Linked DNA regions of Mus musculus: region 2 is linked to region 1. Evidence: chromatin contacts called from public promoter capture Hi-C data. All regions are on one chromosome and are shown on one strand. The core of a region is the stretch at or near the end of the contact, and the rest is flanking DNA. Distances in the headings are between cores, read along the strand shown.

Region 1 (4,088 bases), core at 1,353-3,852:
GCAGACTGCCCCATGGTTATCCGGGTACAGGAGCCTAGAGCCCGCCGAGTGCAGTGCAATCGGTGCAACGAGGTCTTCTGTTTCAAGTGTCGACAGATGTATCATGCCCCCACAGACTGCACCACAATCTGGAAATGGCTCACCAAGTGTGCAGACAACTCCGAAACAGCTAACTACACTAGTGCTCACACTAAAGACTGTCCCAAGTGCAACATCTGCATCGAGAAGAATGGAGGCTGTAATCACATGCAATGCTCCAAGTGTAAGCACGACTTCTGCTGGATGTGTCTAGGAGACTGGAAGACGCATGGTAGTGAGTACTATGAATGTAGTCGGTACAAGGAGAATCCTGACACTGTCAACCAGAGTCAGCAAGCACAGGCCAGGGAGGCCCTCAAGAAGTACTTGTTCTATTTTGAGAGGTGGGAAAATCACAACAAAAGCTTGCAGCTGGAGGCACAAACATACCAGCGGATTCATGAGAAGATTCAGGAGAGGGTTATGAACAACCTGGGAACTTGGATTGACTGGCAGTACCTACAGAATGCCGCCAAGCTCTTAGCCAAGTGTCGATATACCCTGCAGTACACCTATCCATATGCATACTACATGGAATCCGGTCCCAGGAAGAAGCTGTTTGAATACCAGCAGGCTCAGCTGGAAGCTGAGATCGAAAACCTTTCATGGAAAGTTGAGCGTGCAGACAGCTACGACAGAGGGGACTTAGAAAACCAGATGCACATAGCAGAGCAGCAGAGAAGAACCCTGCTAAAGGATTTTCAAGACACCTAAACTGGGCTGTGGCTGTGCCGGGGTGAGGAAGATGTAGCTGTGAGGCCGCCCGGCTGCCGTCCTGCAGGCTGCAGGCTCTGCCTTTCACCACCCAGGCAACAGCCAGGGCCCCACTCCTGAAAGACACTGGCAACACACCTCTTAGCCGATTTGTTTTCTCCTCATCTTTTTTATTTTTATTTCTACCAGGGTAGAGGCCGTGTTGAGCTGGCCTCTAATGAGGACTTTAAATTTCCCCTGGATGGTTGTTGGGCGGGAGGGGACTTTTTTTTCTGAATGGCTATTAATAGTATTAGATCATTACAACTTATGTAATTTTCAAAGGTTGTGCGATTATAAGGGAAAGAGGCAAACCATAGATAACACAGAGCCCGATTAAAATAAATTGGCATTGGAGTGCTTCACCCTTTAAAAAAAAATTATAGATGTGGCCCTTCATTAACTTCTATTCGAAGCTGGGCAGTGGGGGCGCATGCCTTTAGTCCCAGCACTTGGGAGGCAGAGGCAGGCGGATTTCTGAGTTCAAGGCCAGCCTGGTCTACAGAGTGAGTTCCAGGACAGCCAACATTACACAGAGAAACCCTGTCTCGAAAAACCAAAAAAAAAAAAAAAAAAAAAAAAAAACCAAACAAACAAAACTTCTATTCAACATTGCTATCTTAGAGGAGTGCCTTCCCTTTTAAAGCTCAGGCTAGCTCCTTGTTTTGGCCAGAGCTCTCTAGATGAACAGAGCTGATAGTATATATATAATTTATTAGAGTGCTTTACAGGCTGTGGTTCAGCTAGTTCGATACTAGCTGTCCCCCAACAGAGAGCTGTGGGCAACCCATGGGGACGGATGTCTCTGTTGGTCCTCAGTAGACACTGGAACCCTAAAGAAGTAGATTCTAATAGCAGCAAAGGCATGCTTTGGTGGCAGGGGAGACAGACTTGCCAATGGGAGGGGAGACAAGCAGGTAAGGAGCAGGAGCTTCCTTCTTCCACATTGCATCATATAGCCTGTCATGAAGGTGTGCTTCAGGGTTAGAGTAGGTCCTCTAACCTCAGATGATCCAGTCAAGAAAAATCGCTCACAAGCATTCCCAGCCTCTCGGGTTTTAGTTGATTCTAGACGTAGCCAAGGTGACAACCAACAATAGCCATTACAGTCCTCAAGCTAGGAAGATTATGACATCTAAATTTTTAAAAATGAGGGCTCTGGCTCAGTTGGCAGAGTCCTTGTTTAGAATACAAGAAGTCCTTAGCAGGATCCCCAGTGATGCATAATAGCACACATGTCCTTCTAGCACTCCAAAGATGGAGGCAAGCAGATCCGGGGGTTCAAGGCTGGCCTGAACTGTATTTGAGGCAAGCTACACGAGACCCTCCCTGTCTCAATGTATTCACAATAAAAATTTCAAATAATTGTCATGTTAGGAATTTCCAGTTGTAAATAGCATATGTGTGTGTGTGTATGTATATGTGTATATCTATCTATCTATCTATCTATCTATCTATCTATCTATCTATCTATCTCTATCTCTATCTCTCTCTCTATCTATCTATCTATATGTTATTGTTCCATGGATATGTTTCTGTAGGTAAAGTACAAGTGTGTCCTGTCCTGGCAGGGCCATTGCTAGAGTGCAAACAAATCTTGTCCCGTAAGTATCTCTCTGTCAAAGGTTAGATTACATCCCTAATCACTCAAGGATTGGGGGCGTGTCCAAACCCTTCGTCTATCAGAGTGGAATTGTCCAATCAGGCCGCAGCTCGAGCGGAGGGGCGGGGCAGGATGCTTTACTCTCGCGGTGTTTGGTTCTTTTCACTGTTTAGTTCTTGTTCAGGTTCCGTTTCTTCAGGTTCTATGTCTGGCTCACAGTTGTGTATGGTGGCTCCGCTGTAGCTAGCGTCCTTATGAGGTGCAGACGACGACGATGCGGGACAGCAGAAATTCGGAAATGGTGAGCGTTCCGGCCGACGCTGGCTACAGCCAACCAGTACCAGCCGCAGGGAAGGCCTCCGTAGCTGGTGTCTGCGGCCCGATCCCGGTGCTGTCCGGTGTCCTGGGTGTCCTGGGTCCCCTCGCTTCCCATCTGCCCTCGCGGCGGCCTGACCGACTCACCTCAGGACTTGGGGCGTCATGGCCGACCCACCTTAGGACTTGGGACGCTGGCTTCTTGGTTGTGGGTTCCCGCCCTTCAGCCATGGCTGGGCTTTCCCGAGTCTTGGAAAGTGGGGTCTCAATCTATTTACTCTTCGCCTGCCTGTCCCACGCCCCCGTGTTCACAGTGAAGTCCCAAAATTCCAGTCTTTAGGGCCGTCCCCCCGCTAGTCTCAGGACATCGATGGTTGGTTAGTAGGAAAAAGCCGAGAGAGATTTCGTCAGTGCGGGCACCGTAGAAGCGGGACAGATGAAGGGTCTAGGACACTCCTACCCCAATTGATCTTTGGACAGGAGCTTTAGGCTTAAATAGAGGAAGGCCAGACCAAAAAAAAAAAAAGCTTAAACACAGCAGCCTAATGTAAGGTGGGCCCCGCCCATCTTTGTCTCCGCTCATTTGAGACCTGAAGGGGACTAGGTGTTTCTCTGGAGATAGCTCCTGCTTCTGTGAAGGGCTGTCCTTCCATGAATCCTGGGTGACTGCAGGTTAAGGACCATAACTTATCTCTGTGCCCTCAGCGGCAGAGTGAAGGCCGGGATGCCAGGCGGTCATCCCGCCTTTATTTGTGGCTGTATGTGGATACACACACGTGTGTGGGTGTCTGAGGAAGTCAGAAGACGGTGTCAGATTCCCTGGAGCTAAAGGTATGGGCGGTTATGAGCTGCCCCAAAGTGGTTGCTGGAAACTGAACTCCATCCAGCTTTCTTCAAGAGCAACAAATGCTCTTAACCACTGAGCCATCTCTGCAGTGCCCCCCGCCCCCAACAGTTTCAGTACCAGTATTTTCAAATGCCAACTTCTACTGTAAAAGGTTTTAAAAGTGACAACCATTACTGTTTATTTTCGTTGCTAAATAAATAGAAATTGACACAATATCTTTTTCATTTCCTATTAGTAATGGTCCCAGGTTCAGAACTGCCAGATGCTGACAAATTTCTTATAGCTGCCATATGTCCTAGCCTAAAGTTGACCTTTCATCATCCACTTAGACAGCAGCCTGAGATCTGGGGTGAAACCTCTTCGAGGAGCAGCTAGAGGACCTGGAGCTGGAGCAATCGAATAGTCCTCATCTCAATAGTTCATTTTTTTCCTTGTTTTTTAAATACTTATGTATATGAGTACCCTATTGTTGTCTTCAGTACACCAGAGGAG
Region 2 (4,225 bases), core at 231-2,730, 320 kb before region 1:
ACCAGTGGGGCTGAGGGAGGCATCATAGGGTGCACCTGCAGGCTCAGATGGATTCAGACACTGGACAATAGAATCTAGCATGGCTTGCATTATGTATGTGCTTCACTGTTAACAGGGCTGAGCACGATGACTCAGCTTAGTCTTATAATGCCAGTTCTTGAGGGCTAAGGCTAGAAGATTGCTGTAAGTCTGAGACCATCTAAACCAGGCTATGCTACAGAATAAGACCGGTTTGTCTAATGGTGCCCAACGTCAGGAAATAGGTCAGTCTCTGCAGATGAGGAAAGTATCGGGAGCATGGGTATGAGAGGGTCTCCTTAAAACAGGAAGGGGTGTGTGTGTGTGCCCCATCGAGCTCAGCATAGGAAGCCATGCTGGCCTGGGTGGTCCTGGAGGGATGAAGAAAGTGATGTCTGTCTGTATCTTCTAAGTTTTGGGTCAGAGGTCTTCCTGTCTTCCAGCATGTGACATTCTCCTATGTTCAGTCACTGTCCTATGTTCAGTCAAAGCTTCTGATTGTCTGCTGTTTCAGCTGTAGGAACGCAACCCGAGGCAGCTCTGAATTCATCTCACAGTGAGCAAAACTTGCTGCATCATTAGGGACAAAAGACATGGTGCTGAGTGTGGACCACTGTGGACCTAAGTTCATGAGTGTGTTTCCCCTGTCTAGGGCACACTATCTAACACTGGGTGTCCTGAGCCTCTGGTTCATATAGTCTTTCCATCACTTCTTCCATTATACTTAGCCTTAGGTGTCTGGGTTACAATGCAGGTGTATCAGTTGGGGATGAGCAAAAGTACCTGCTGCCAAACCTCGTAAGCGGGGAATCTATCCCCACAGTTGCGAATTCTCAGCATTCTGATCAGTTGTGGAACTCTGATTGTCTTCATCTGTTGAAAAGGAAGTTCTTTGATGAGGGGTGAGAGCTGCACTTATCTGTGGATATAAGTTTTTAGAAAACAGAAATGATTTTGGCCTAGGAAACTGGCAGCAAATAAGTTCTTCTCCCGCAGGCCTCTGGCCTATCCATTGGCTATATTTATAGTACCGTTCATAACTCCTTCCTGTAGACCGTACAAATCCACAAACAACATGGTAATTGAAGAAAATCCCAAAGCAAATCCCATTAAAATCAGGAGACGGCATCCCACTATCCCCATTTCTTTTCAATGCGATGCAGAAACTCTAGAGCAGTCAGGTAAGGGAAGGAAATTCATGGGAAACACATAGGAAAAGAAGTCAAATGAAGGTACTCGCCTTCAATCCCAGCACTCTGCAGAAGCAGGCAGATCTCTGAGTTCAAGGCCAGCCTGGTCCACCAATGAGCGCGCTTCCCCAAGGGCTCTTTGCTAGCTTGGGAAAGCTGTGCAACCGCTAGTTTAGCTCCTGGCTGGGGGCGGGCCCCGCAAGGGGGCGTGGCACACCCGGAGTTGGGGGCGGGCTGGCACGTGTTGGGCGCGCAAGCGCTTGGTGCTACGGCTGACCTTAGAGGTGGCGGCCATGGGGCGCTCGAGTTGGCGGTTGGTGTTCGCGGCTGGTGCGGGTCTCGCGCTGGCCCTAGAGGCACTGCCGTGGCTGATGCGTTGGCTGCTGGCTGGGCGGCGGCCAAGGCGCGAGGTGCTCTTCTTCCCCTCACAGGTGACCTGCACCGAGGCTTTACTGCAGGCCCCAGGGTTGCCTCCCGGGCCCTCGGGCTGCCCGTGTAGCCTCCCCCACAGCGAGAGTTCACTGAGCCGCCTGCTGCGCGCGCTGTTGGCCGCCCGCTCCAGCTTGGAGCTCTGCCTCTTCGCCTTCTCCAGCCCGCAGCTGGGGCGTGCAGTGCAGCTGCTGCATCAGCGTGGGGTGCGCGTGCGGGTCATCACTGACTGCGACTACATGGCCCTCAACGGCTCTCAGATCGGCCTGCTGCGCAAGGCAGGTAAACCGCCGCCGAGGGTGCACACCGGCAGAGGGGTAGAGGACTTACTTGATGCCCCTACCGACTTTGTCCAGAGCAGGTAGCATTTCAGGGAGAAAGGTGGAGGCAGGCAGGCAGAGATGAGCGGGCCAAGGAGCCAAGGTTCATAGTCTGTTATATTCCGTGTCTGGGCTCCCCATGAGTAAGGTATGTGGCAATTCCCACCAGTTTCCACGCTCTGACCTTGACCTTAGAGGCGTGTGTGTTTAGACTTAATTTCTGTGATTGTTCTAGGCTGAGATGGCTGACATAAGTGAAGGCATGGAGGATAAAACTTAAGTCAGTTTAAACTCAGCCAACACTGAGAAACCCTTAGCGGCTGTGTGACCACAGCGGGAGTAGGAGTGACAGTGTTGATTAGTGAGTTTCCCACTAGACTCTGTGATCATTGGAAAGTGGACCCTACAGTGTGGCGAATACTTGCTTCTCAGCGATCACCTCTGGGCCCATAGGTATGTCTGGCCCGCCTACAGCTCAGCAGCAGGTGTGACAATATCCTCCCTTAGGCCTGTGGCCCTTGTTTGTTTTCCTTCAAGTGGTTGGCACTGGAGGAACACAAACTTTGACTGCTAGATCCCTTCATTACGCAGGAGTCAGTGCCCCCATGTCCCTCCCACACACCTGCCTAGCCTAATCGTTGTGCCCACAGTGGCTGACAGGCTAGGGGAGCCCTTGGGAGATGTCCAGGCTTTGTAGGGCTCTCGAGGCTTTTTATTTCCTCCACACGGCCTGTCTTCCCACATCCTGGGGATGGTGTAGCCTTGGAAACCAGGTCTGCTTCCAGATCCCTCATAGGGAAGGAAGAACACCGCAGCACTGACCTGTTGTGTATCACTCACGTGGGCAGCACAGAAGCACTCTGTCAGTCTGATAGCTGCCCCTGTCCCCTTGCTGGCAGTCACAAAGTGACCTTCAGCCAGGTCATCATTTTGGGTGGTGGACAGTAGGTATCAGACATGGTTGATGTCACTGTATTTAGAGTTTGGAGAGTCATAAAATCTCAGATTCAGCGTGGTGGCACTGCCGGGCGTGGTAGCGCATGCCTTTAATCCCAGCACTCGGGAGGCAGAGGCAGGCGGATTTCTGAGTTCGAGGCCAGCCTGGTCTACAAAGTGAGGTCCAGGACAGCCAGGGCTATACAATGAAACCCTGTCTCGAAAAACCAAAAAACAAACCCTCGGATTTGGAAAGAACCAATATGTCATCACAGATAGAACTTCCAACTGATGTTCTGGCCACAGCTGGCTGAGTTCCAGATTGTTCCATCAAGTGCACAATGTGCCAGTATTTGGTACCACCAGGTGTTTGTGGGGAAACACATAGATCAGAAGGCTCTGGAGAGGCATCAAGAAGGTCCAGCTAGCATGAAGTGCCCAAGTCAGGAACCAGCTGCTGAGGTCTAACTAAAGCAAGAGGTCCTCTGAGCTAAGGTGAACGGCAGTGTGGTGGGTGCTGCCGGGTTTGCTGTGGAGTAGGACAGAGGCTGGAGGAACGGAAAGGCAGGACATCACTTACCTAGAGTGTGCAGGACCTGGGTTTCACCCCAGCGACCCTGCCAAACTTACCCTCAAAAGGAAGAAACCGAAACCAGAACTCTAGTGAGGACAGCAGTTTGGATGTGGCACAGTCCTTTCAGTTAGGGAGGTAGGTACCCTGGGAGGCTGTGATTCAAGTTAGCCAGCCAAAGCCAGTGTGCACTCCTTCCCTGTCTAGGCTTTTGTCCTTCAGCTTACCCGTTCCAGGTAGAGACAGGAAAGGCAAGGATATGTCAAACACCTGACTTCTTCCCCTGCAGGACTGTGAGGTAGTATTTAGACTTTAGGCTTACTGGGGCTGGTATGGGTTCCCCAAAGGTGATTGGATGTTTCTCTCTGTAATCTCAGTACCACCCTGGGACAGTCCCTGGGCATCCTTGTCTGGGTGGGTGACATAAAGGCTACCTTGGCTCTACAGGGATACAGGTACGGCACGACCAGGACCTAGGCTACATGCACCACAAGTTTGCCATCGTTGACAAGAAGGTGCTCATCACCGGCTCCCTCAACTGGACCACACAGGCCATCCAGAACAACCGGGAGAACGTCCTGATTATGGAGGACACCGAGTATGTGCGGCTGTTCCTGGAGGAGTTTGAGCGCATCTGGGAAGAATTTGACCCCACCAAGTACAGCTTTTTCCCCCAAAAGCATCGAGGGCACTGACCCTGCTTTGTTTGCTCCTCTTCCAGCTTGTGCTTGTGATGTCCCCTCCTGCTTTGCATGAGCCTT

Evidence for each region. Promoter capture Hi-C pulls out the DNA fragments that hold promoters and counts their contacts.
Region 2: a contact with region 1 is called in a promoter capture Hi-C map of embryonic stem cells. The contact joins the promoter of Pld6 here to the promoter of Zfp867 in region 1. A contact is called at or near these places in 3 of 39 promoter capture datasets (the 3T3-L1 cell line, embryonic stem cells and neutrophils), 1 of 115 datasets of contacts at active chromatin or transcription factors (stem cell-derived neural progenitor cells) and 1 of 9 other capture datasets (adipose tissue).

The regions. Positions count from the first base shown.
Region 1 is chr11:59,470,988-59,475,075 of GRCm38.p6, reverse strand. Zfp867 (zinc finger protein 867) reads left to right here and starts at 2,602. Exons shown (of 4, transcript NM_178417.3): 1 at 2,602-2,735. The coding sequence starts at 2,709. It also overlaps the pseudogene Gm12263.
Region 2 is chr11:59,784,912-59,789,136 of GRCm38.p6, reverse strand. It overlaps Pld6 (phospholipase D family, member 6), which reads left to right and starts at 1,480. Exons shown (of 2, transcript NM_001290283.1): 1 at 1,480-1,919; 2 at 3,912-4,225. The coding sequence starts at 1,502. The coding sequence ends at 4,159.